Regions from separate parts of the Mus musculus genome. Here region 1 is linked to region 2. Evidence: chromatin contacts called from public ChIA-PET data. All regions are on one chromosome and are shown on one strand. Each heading gives the region's core, a stretch centred on a gene start, on an enhancer-like site or on the middle of the called end of the contact. The rest is flanking DNA. Distances are from core to core; before and after follow the strand shown.

Region 1 (4,545 bases), core at 1,657-4,156, 500 kb before region 2:
TCATAGGAACAGATAGTTATTCACTTATTCATTCAATTAATAAATGTTTAATGAGCACCTATCAAGTTCCCAACACCAACTAGACTTTGGGGAAATAGCAGTGAGTGGGCCATAGACGGCGATGACTTCACAGAACTTACTGGAAAAGGACACAGCACGTTTGCTGTGTGATTATTATTTTCCACTATTATTAAAGTTTTTCGATTATTAAATTGTTGTAGTAATAAAACAGAAAAAAGTAATTATAGAAATATATAGTAGCTGGGTGGTGGGTGTTACACACCTTTAATCCTAGCACTCAGGAGGCAAAGGCTGGAAGATCTCCGAGTTAGAGGCCAACCTGGTCTACCGAGCAAGTTCTAGGACAGCCAGAGCTACAGGGAGAAACCCAGTCTCAAAAAAACAAACAAAAATCATAGTCTTCTGAATTTGCTTTTTAGTTAATATGTCTTGAGTACCCTCTGTTCACAAATACTCATTTCTTTTTAAGAGCTGAGTAGTAGTCTACATTATGAATGCAGCACAGTGTAACTGTGGTCTTCTTGGTAGAGCTTGTCTGTACTATAAATAACATGCAAAGAAAACTACCGAGCATGTCTTTATGTAGCCTATGGGCGCATTTTTAAAGGGCAAACACATAAAAGTGAATGTGGGTCAAAGGGGACTGAGTAATTTAATCGAGACATTGCTATGATGAGCCCACATGTCCTACACCCCCAGCAACACGGGTGTCAGGGGTGGCCATCCTGTCCAATGGGAATGACAGCCACTTGTTTAAATGAACCATTCTAACCTCTACTTCAGCCGATGTGAAGCAGCCTAACAGGAAGTAGTCTAAGGCCTCATAAAGTGTGTGCTGTGACCCCATGTGGTGTCATGAGGCTAAATCTGAAGGTCTCAAAGGCTTTGGCCGTATTAAAAGCTCACTGAACATACAACAATTAAAAAGTAGTTTTAAGCCACACAACCCAGTGCTCCCGGGGTTGCCGCATCACAGGCCCTCACAAAGCCTTTCTTCTGAACACTACACCCGTATTTTGCACCGTGTATGACGTTACTCAGTGCTGATGGTTCCTGCCGGGGAAGGCTCAGCTCAGATTTGAGCTACGACTGCTGTAGAGTGCTCCACTGTGCATGCAGTTTTCTGCTCTTGCAGACAGGCCAGGCTGGAACTGTGGAAAACAGAGTGTTTTCCTGCCGTCCTTCCTCGGCCCATGGGTATGAAGTTATTGTGTCTCTGACTGTTCGCTGTTAGAAAGTTTGATGTTAAGAATTGTTATTTGAGAGCTGGGTGTGGTGGTGCACGCCTTTAATCCCAGCACTCAGGAGGCAGAGGCAGGTGGATATCTGAATTCAAGGCCAGCCTGGTCTACAAAGTGAGTTCCAGGACAGCCAGGGCTACACAGAGAAACCCTATCTCAAAAAAAAAAAAAAAAAAAAAAAGAATTGTTATTTGAGTTTCATAGAAATCATTCAGTGGATTATGGTGTGGGAGTAGGACAGAATCTCTAATAATTCTGAAGGGGTCCCAGTCATACTCCCAACATTTTGTACTATGCATTCGTGAGAGGCAGCCTTCTTGGTATTGACAGTTATACAATCAAAATATTGACCCACTCTGAAAGATGATGGAGGTGCTGGAGATCCTACAATATCACATATCCAGCCAAGACTTGGTTCATTTATGGAAACAAGCATGGTGTCGAATTATTATGCAAACTTGCTTTAATCGTTAATAAATAGTAAAAATTACATGTATACTACAGAATTGCTTTAAAATAAATTTCTTTATGATTTATTATCTGCAAATGTTTTATTTGTACACAGATTTTATAGACCTATACACTCTCGAGCTGTGCACAACTTTCCTGGGCAAACAGGGATTGTGAGTGTAGAAACTTGAAAAACCTTGGCTCTGATTGAAGCTGTATCGGCAGAGCTCTGGTGAGGGTGGCCAGGGGATCCCAGGCAGTGCAGACAGCGTGTGCAAAGGCCCTGTGGGAAAGACAGCCCTCGCTCTTGCAGAACTGAGCTGAGAGCAAGACAGGAATGACAGTGAGAAGTATTACACACACCCAGCACCTTTGGAATTTTATTCCTAGGAAAGGGAGAAGATGGTGAAGGATACATGTAATCTGACCTAGCAGGCTGGCCTTTCTAACAAACCCTCTTGGGACCGGGAAGAGGGAATGGTGGATTCAGAATCAACTCAGGCAGTGAACTTGGAGGGTCTGGGAGAGCCGGGGATGGCTAGACCAAAGTGAGGACTGCCAGGGGAGAAGTGGCAAGAGTTATCTAGACTGCCTGTATGCTTGAGTGGGCTTGGCAGAGAGTGCAGACATGGCAGAAATTGGGGAGAGAGGATCTACCACCAGGACAAAAGGAGAGGCCATAGAAATTGGGGAGCCTCCGGACAAAAGCAGACCTCTAGGAGGGAACCTGCTTTGAGATCAGTACTCGGCCCTTGTGCTTACAGCCGCCCCTGCTTTAGCTGCTCACACAGAACAGCACCTGAGCCTTGATGTGGTGTGTGCGATCTGGAAGCCTGCTCATGGAAGGAAGGCACAGCGCCTCACAGGACTGCTTTGTGGAGCAGGAGGGAGAGCTCTAGGGTGATCTTTGGAGCTGGGGGTCATAGGCTGCTGCCTAAGTGGGAAACAGGAAATGAAATTAAAAGGAAGCCGAAGATGAAGGAAGAAGGAAGAGGAAGAGAGAGGCTCCCTGGGGTGCTCTTGCTGGGCTGCAGCCTGGGAGCACTGGGAGCACTGGGAGCATTGGGAAGGGCAGGCCTGAGTGTAGCAGAGCAGGAAGAGCTCATCTCTGAGTCTGGGGTGACCTGGCCTCTCTGCTGCCATATCGGTAACCTTTACTTCCTGGAACCACTGTGAGAATTAAGTAGTTGCATGGAAACGGAAGAAAATACGTGCAATACAAAACCACTAGAGAACATGTGTCCAGAATTGAAACCGACAAGAGCAGGAGGTAAAAAGACAGACGCAAAAGGATGGAGCAGAGAACCGGAAGTTCTGACAGGAGAGGCACAGACACAGCAGTGTGTGTGTGTGTGTGTGTGTGTGTCTGTGTGTGTGTGTGTGTCTGTGTGTGTCTGTGTGTGTGTCTGTGTGTGTGTCTGTGTGTCTGTGTGTGTCTCTGTGTGTGTCTGTGTGTGTGTGTTATGTGTGTGTCTGTCTTGAGTGTGTGCATGTGTGTATCTGTATTATATGGGTGAGTGCGTGTGTGTCTGTGTGTGTATCTCTGTGTACGTGAGTGTGAGTGTATGTGAGTGTGTGTGTCTGTCTGTCTTGTGTGTGTGTGAGTGTGTGCGTGTGTCTGTGTGCATCTCTGTGTATGTGAATGTGTGTGTGTGTGTGTGTGTGTCTGCAAGTGTGTGTGTGTCTTTGTTGGGGGGGCAGCCTCATTAATGAAGGAAAATACAGAGCAATTCACATGAAACCACCTGTGTAACACCCAGCAAAAGAGGCAAAAAAAGACAGATGAATGCATGAAATATAACTCATTAATATTAATAACTTAATAATATATTGATTGATAGCATATATTAATAACTTAAGTATTTTAAAAATTAGTTTCATCACCATTGAAGCTCTAGCTAAATAGGATCCATGTTCATCAGTTTGTAAAATCTGATGATCCCAACTGGAAGGATGGTATTGGGGAACTCAGTGCTGCTGATGGTTGGAGACCTGTGAGACCACCCCCTGGAGTACTACACAGCCCTGAACTATGAGATGGAAACTTGGGAGCGTGCTTGTCTGGGATGTTCCAAGGCTCTGGGCTCAATCTCCAGCAACCCCCAAGAAGACATAGCATCTGAAAACAAAACTAAGCTACAAACGGTGTAGCTTGCATTTCCTATCACATGTTGAGAAAAGTCCAAAGACAAGAAGGGATTGGCATGAAATCACAGTGGGGCCTCTCAGAGAGGAGAGGGTGGGAGCCCACAGGGGCGCTCCCCCAACAGGCCATTCTCCAGGACTTGGGATGCTCTGACTTGACCCTGGAGGTAACTGCACTGTTTGCCCTGTGATTGTTCCTTATACCATGCATTTGTTTTGAACACTTTAATCCAGGAGTATTTTATTCCACAATTTAAGCAGGTTTAAAAAGGAGATAGCTAACACTTGTAAAACGCTTGGCACGGTGCCTAGCCCATATTAAGAACTCAACAGATGGCAATTTTATTTACTGTTCTAACTCGGTTGTTAGAGCCGCCTTGTCTCCTAAGCAACCTTCCCGCATCTCCTGGGTGAATGTTGTCTCCATGAAGCCTGGCTTGGAGGCTTAGAATCCGGACTCTTGTTTCCCAGGGCGACCCCCTGTGAGACCTGCTGGGCTTTCCCAGTGGAAGGTGTGGTGTATAAAACGGGCTCACACCCTCCTCATGTGCTGCCAGAGTTTGGCAGTGTGCAAAAATAAAATAAAATAATGCAATTCCCAAAAACTAGTCTGCTAAAACGAACACTGTGCATCCTGGGGACCAAGCTAGAGTCCTGCCTGCTGGCATTTGGAGGTCAAGATTGAACC
Region 2 (4,467 bases), core at 1,043-3,542:
TTGTGCTTGAATTTTTCCCTGCTATTAATCTGCCACCTTGTGGCCTAATGAGGAATTTCAATTTTAAACTGAGAGGAAGGACTAAGAAGTCAATATTCCTTTCCGAGAACACAAACCCTGCCATAGCATAGCGCTGGCTGTGAAAAAGATCAAAGGAGAGCAGAGATACCCCGCTACTATGTAACCCCTTCTTCCCTGCTCACCAACGACGCTGTGGGATAGGAATTCACAGGGCAAAAGGAAGAACAGAGTCACAGGCACTTAGAATTCTGTGTGCTTTTCATCCTACAAAGCGATAGCTTGGATAGTGTCTTCAAATTTTAATGGAAAGTTTAATTGACCTAAAAGTTAAATAATCAGGTAAGATTATCATTAGCATCCAAAATACTGTATAGAATCATAAGACAACTTTGCAAACAGATAACAATTAGGCATCAAATAATCACTCTGTAAAGTGAAATGAATGACGTATGTCCACATATGCCTCTTAGCATCCACATGGCAGGTCACAGTCATCTATAACTCCATTCCAGGAAATCTGACACTCTCTTCTGCCTCCGTGGACACCAAGCACACACACACACACACACACACACACACACACACACTATATATATATGTGTATATATATATATATATATATATATACACACACACACACACACACATCCAGGCAAAACAATAAATAAATACACATACAAAATAAAAATAAATAGATCATTTAAAAATAAAAGGCCAGTTAAGTCACCTAGGGACTAGTATGTTTCTGAAATTTCTACTTTGATATCTTTATTCTAATCTGACTCCACAAATGCCCATGAGTTCTTTATTTTCTTTATAGCCAATCTTCTTGTTTTCTTGGTCCAGGCCTATTATTCTTAAATACTGTTACACAGAATACTCTGTGTTCTCCTCCCAGACAGCCATATTTTTAATTTCTCTCTCTCTCTCTCTCTCTCTCTCTCTCTCTCTCTATATATATATATATATATATATATATATGAATAAAGTGGTCTGTAAGCTTCTTTCTGAATGGGCAGCTATTTATTACAGCAGGCCATACTTGGCTGAGGTTAGCAACAAACCTCAGTTGCCTTTTAACATTCAAAAGAAATGCAGGGCCTTTGAAACACTGCAGGCTTCTTTTACTTTTCTTACTAATTTGGAATTCTGGCTTCCTTCTCTTTCAGGTTTTATGATTACTTGTTATTTTTGTTTGTACTCTTTTTCACAATGTCTGAAAGGATGGGAGAGGTGGGAGGAAAGGCCAAGGTAATTGAGTCCACCTAGCTGCCTCTGCAGTTAACAGCATGCCAATTCTAAACCCTGGGCTTCATTTTAATCTATTCTTTCACACAAAACAGCATCCAGTTGATATGTGCAGAATCAGGAGCATAGTCACCACAGCTGTCCTTTCATGTTTATGAGGTCCACACTTGGGGTATGAGAATTGCATCTGTTGAACATGGCTTAGGTTTTCTTGATATTATTCCCCTTTAAAAACCCATAAAACCATTCACATAGCATTTTTCTTGTATCAGGTATTATTAATAATCTGGATGAATTAAAGTATATGAGCATATACATCTAAGTGATAGAAAAATATTACTAATACATCATTATATATAAGGTGCTTGATACTTGAGAATTTGCACATCTCTGTATGTGGTGGAGGGAAACTAATTCTCTGAGGCTACCAAAGGATGTCTGTATTATACAAATGATATGGAAATTAACAGTGACTATAATAAACTGATGAAAGCAAGTTAGGGGAAAACAGGGCTTATTTTGGATTGTAGTTCCATGAGGTTAGAGTCTATATTGATGGGGAAAGCATGGGAGCAGGGGCAAGAAGCAGAGAGGTCACATTTTATCCACACACAGAAAGAGAGATAGGATGGGAAGTCAGTGAGGCTACAAACCCTCAAAACTCACCCCCCCCCCCCAGTGATGTATTTCCCAGTGGTGTTAGGAAGTGATGAATCTCCACTTCCTGACAGTTCTGTACCCCCCAAAACCATGTCACCAGCTAAAGACCAGCTGTTCAAATGCATGAACTTAGAGGGGCATTCTCATACTATAACAGTCCTGGGTCATGCCAGCAGTGTAGGTAACATGAATAATCAGAAATGAAAGTGATCAGAGGGTGCAAAGCCAGGAGGGAGTTCAGAGTAAACCTTAAGCTTGGGATGGGCACAGCACTTACCATTTGCCTTACAACGTTATTCACTCTACCTAGAGCTGAGAACTGTTTATGCAGGAAACACACTTCCTCTGTCTGTCTGAGCACTCAGAAAGGCTGCATTGCCTCCTAAGGTAAGATGAGATGCAGCTGTTAGCTTGCCCTTTTAGCCCTGTGAAAGACAGGTGATCTACTTCCTCCAGGCACAAGCTGTGTTAGCAGCTCAGTTCTCCCCAGCAAGGGGAAATGGAACTAATTCTGCCACCCTCAAGGAATAACTAAGCACGAACCCCTGCCTGTTCTCACGGGGTTACAACCTTTCTCTTTCCAGTATGCTTCTGGCTTTCACTTTCTGCATTTCCTTTCTCTTTCTCCTGGAAACGGAACCGAGCTAAGCACACCTAACCCAACTTCACTGCACCTTCCTTCAAGAGCAGGACCTGGCTCCTTGTTCAGCAGCTGAGGGTCTGCCTGATGTATCTCACCACACTGGACTTGTTTGCTATCAGTGTCATCATGCAGAGAGCTGAGGTCACAGAATCTAAGAGAACATGGGATTTTCTGTGTCTTCCTTTTGGGGCATTCTGGAACATTTTCTAAAGCCTAAACATCCTGGTTGTTCAGTTGCCTCTCCCTTTCCAGAAGCCTAGTGCTACTTCAACTTTGACCCCAACTCTGAGATCATCCTGGCTCTGAGACCCAATCAGAATCATTATCACCCAGCTGGAGGAGGGGAAAACATCACCATTCCTTAAGGAGTTCAGATGGTCATGACTGAGAAGTAAAGTTTATTGTAGAATATACACAATCTCCTAATGAATCAATCACCTAAGTCTACAAGTGTTTGGGTTTAGGGTTCAAGGGCAACACTAAGGTCAGTTATCTTTTGGGAGTTAGCATTTTGTTGGAGAGATGGTAATGCCCACATGGCAGAGCTAGGGTCCCTCCTTATATATTTTAGGGGAAGTGAGAGGTTCTATGTCACAGGATTGGTGCTTGCAGACTACCTGTCTGATTCATGGGCAGCCGGGAGAGAGGAATCTGTCTGCTTCGGGCCTGTAAGAAGAGTCTGCTAGAAGGGTGGGGAGAGTAAGAACTTAGGAAAGCAAATCAGCAGGGAAGCTTTTAAAAAGGCATGGCCCTGGCTAACAGAATCCCTCCCCAAAATCTCCCCAAAAGATGTAAGTTATGAAGGAGGGTAGGAAGAACTGGAAGCAGGAGGGTGCTTTGCTTGAAGACCATTGGATGCAACAGAAATGTGGGATTGCAGTCAAGGTGAGGTGAGATTGCCCCATAGCCACAGTAGACTCCACTCTGCTTTCACCATTTTGTCTGCTGCATCCAAACTGGGCCTTAAACTATCTCTGTATATTTCTGTATCCAGGCCAGACAGTCTGCCCATTAGTCAGAACTGTCATATGGGTTGAAAGCCATTGTGAATCTAAATAAAGAAGTACCCTTTTCTCTTCTTTTCTTTTCTTTTCTTTTCTTTTTTTAATTAGGTATTTTACTCATTTACATTCCCAATGCTATCTCAAAAGTCCCCCATACCCTCCCCCCACTCCCCTACCCACCCACTCCCACTTTTGGCCCTGGCGTTCCCCTGTACTGGGGCATATAAAGTTTGCAAGTCCAATGGGCCTCTCTTTCCAGTGATGGCCAAGTAGGCCATCTTTTGATACATATGCAGCTAGAGTCAAGAGCTCCAGGGTACTGGTTAGTTCATATTGTTGTTCCACCTATAGGGTTGCAGATTCCTTTAGCTCCTTGGTTACTTTCTGTAGCTCCTCCATTGGGAGCCCTGTGCTCCATCCAGTAGCTGACTGTGAGCATCCACTTCTGTGTTTGCTAGACCCTGGCATAGTCTCACAAGAGACAGCTATATCAGGGTCCTTTCAGCAAAATCTTGCTAGTGTATGCAATTATGGGATGATCCCTGGATATGGCAGCACCCTTTTCTTAAGCTACTGAAACAGCGTAAGATTCAAGTCAGAGCAAGGGAGCAGAGAAGCCTGTTCTCTGTAGAAGTAAGAGACCTGCTAAGGCTGTGTGGTGTTTACTGGAGTTTGGTGCTTTTTGTATTTAATCATGCCAATTTATACCGTCCTTTGTTTTCTTCTTTTGTCCCTAATAATTCTATTGCCATTTCCTCTCAGTGCTGTCTCACCATAACCCTTCTGGATCGTTTTCTTTCTTTCTTCAAAATTAGCTTGTGTGCTGTTGAGCTGAAAACAAAAGTGAATAGAGCTTCCTGAAAGTCCCTCTTGACCCCCAGGCATCCCGCC

What was found. ChIA-PET counts read pairs in DNA pulled down with a chosen protein or histone mark.
Region 1: an RNA polymerase II ChIA-PET map of memory CD8 T cells shows a contact between it and region 2, with 5 read pairs. The contact joins two enhancer-like sites. A contact is called at or near these places in 3 of 39 promoter capture datasets (hippocampal neurons and liver), 1 of 115 datasets of contacts at active chromatin or transcription factors (memory CD8 T cells) and 1 of 9 other capture datasets (liver).

Annotation. Positions count from the first base shown.
Region 1 is chr12:33,130,307-33,134,851 of GRCm38.p6, reverse strand. All of the region lies in intron 4 of F730043M19Rik (RIKEN cDNA F730043M19 gene), which reads left to right. Among named protein-coding and RNA genes, the nearest start is that of Atxn7l1, 14 kb to the left of the region's middle. Within about 2 kb of position 2,906, at least 79 of the 459 cell types and tissues checked have an H3K27ac peak or open chromatin away from gene starts, as enhancers often do. A contact at or near this core is called in memory CD8 T cells, where this site is marked.
Region 2 is chr12:32,633,201-32,637,667 of GRCm38.p6, reverse strand. No RefSeq gene overlaps it. Among named protein-coding and RNA genes, the nearest start is that of Gm33380, 54 kb to the right of the region's middle. Within about 2 kb of position 2,292, at least 43 of the 459 cell types and tissues checked have an H3K27ac peak or open chromatin away from gene starts, as enhancers often do. A contact at or near this core is called in memory CD8 T cells, where this site is marked.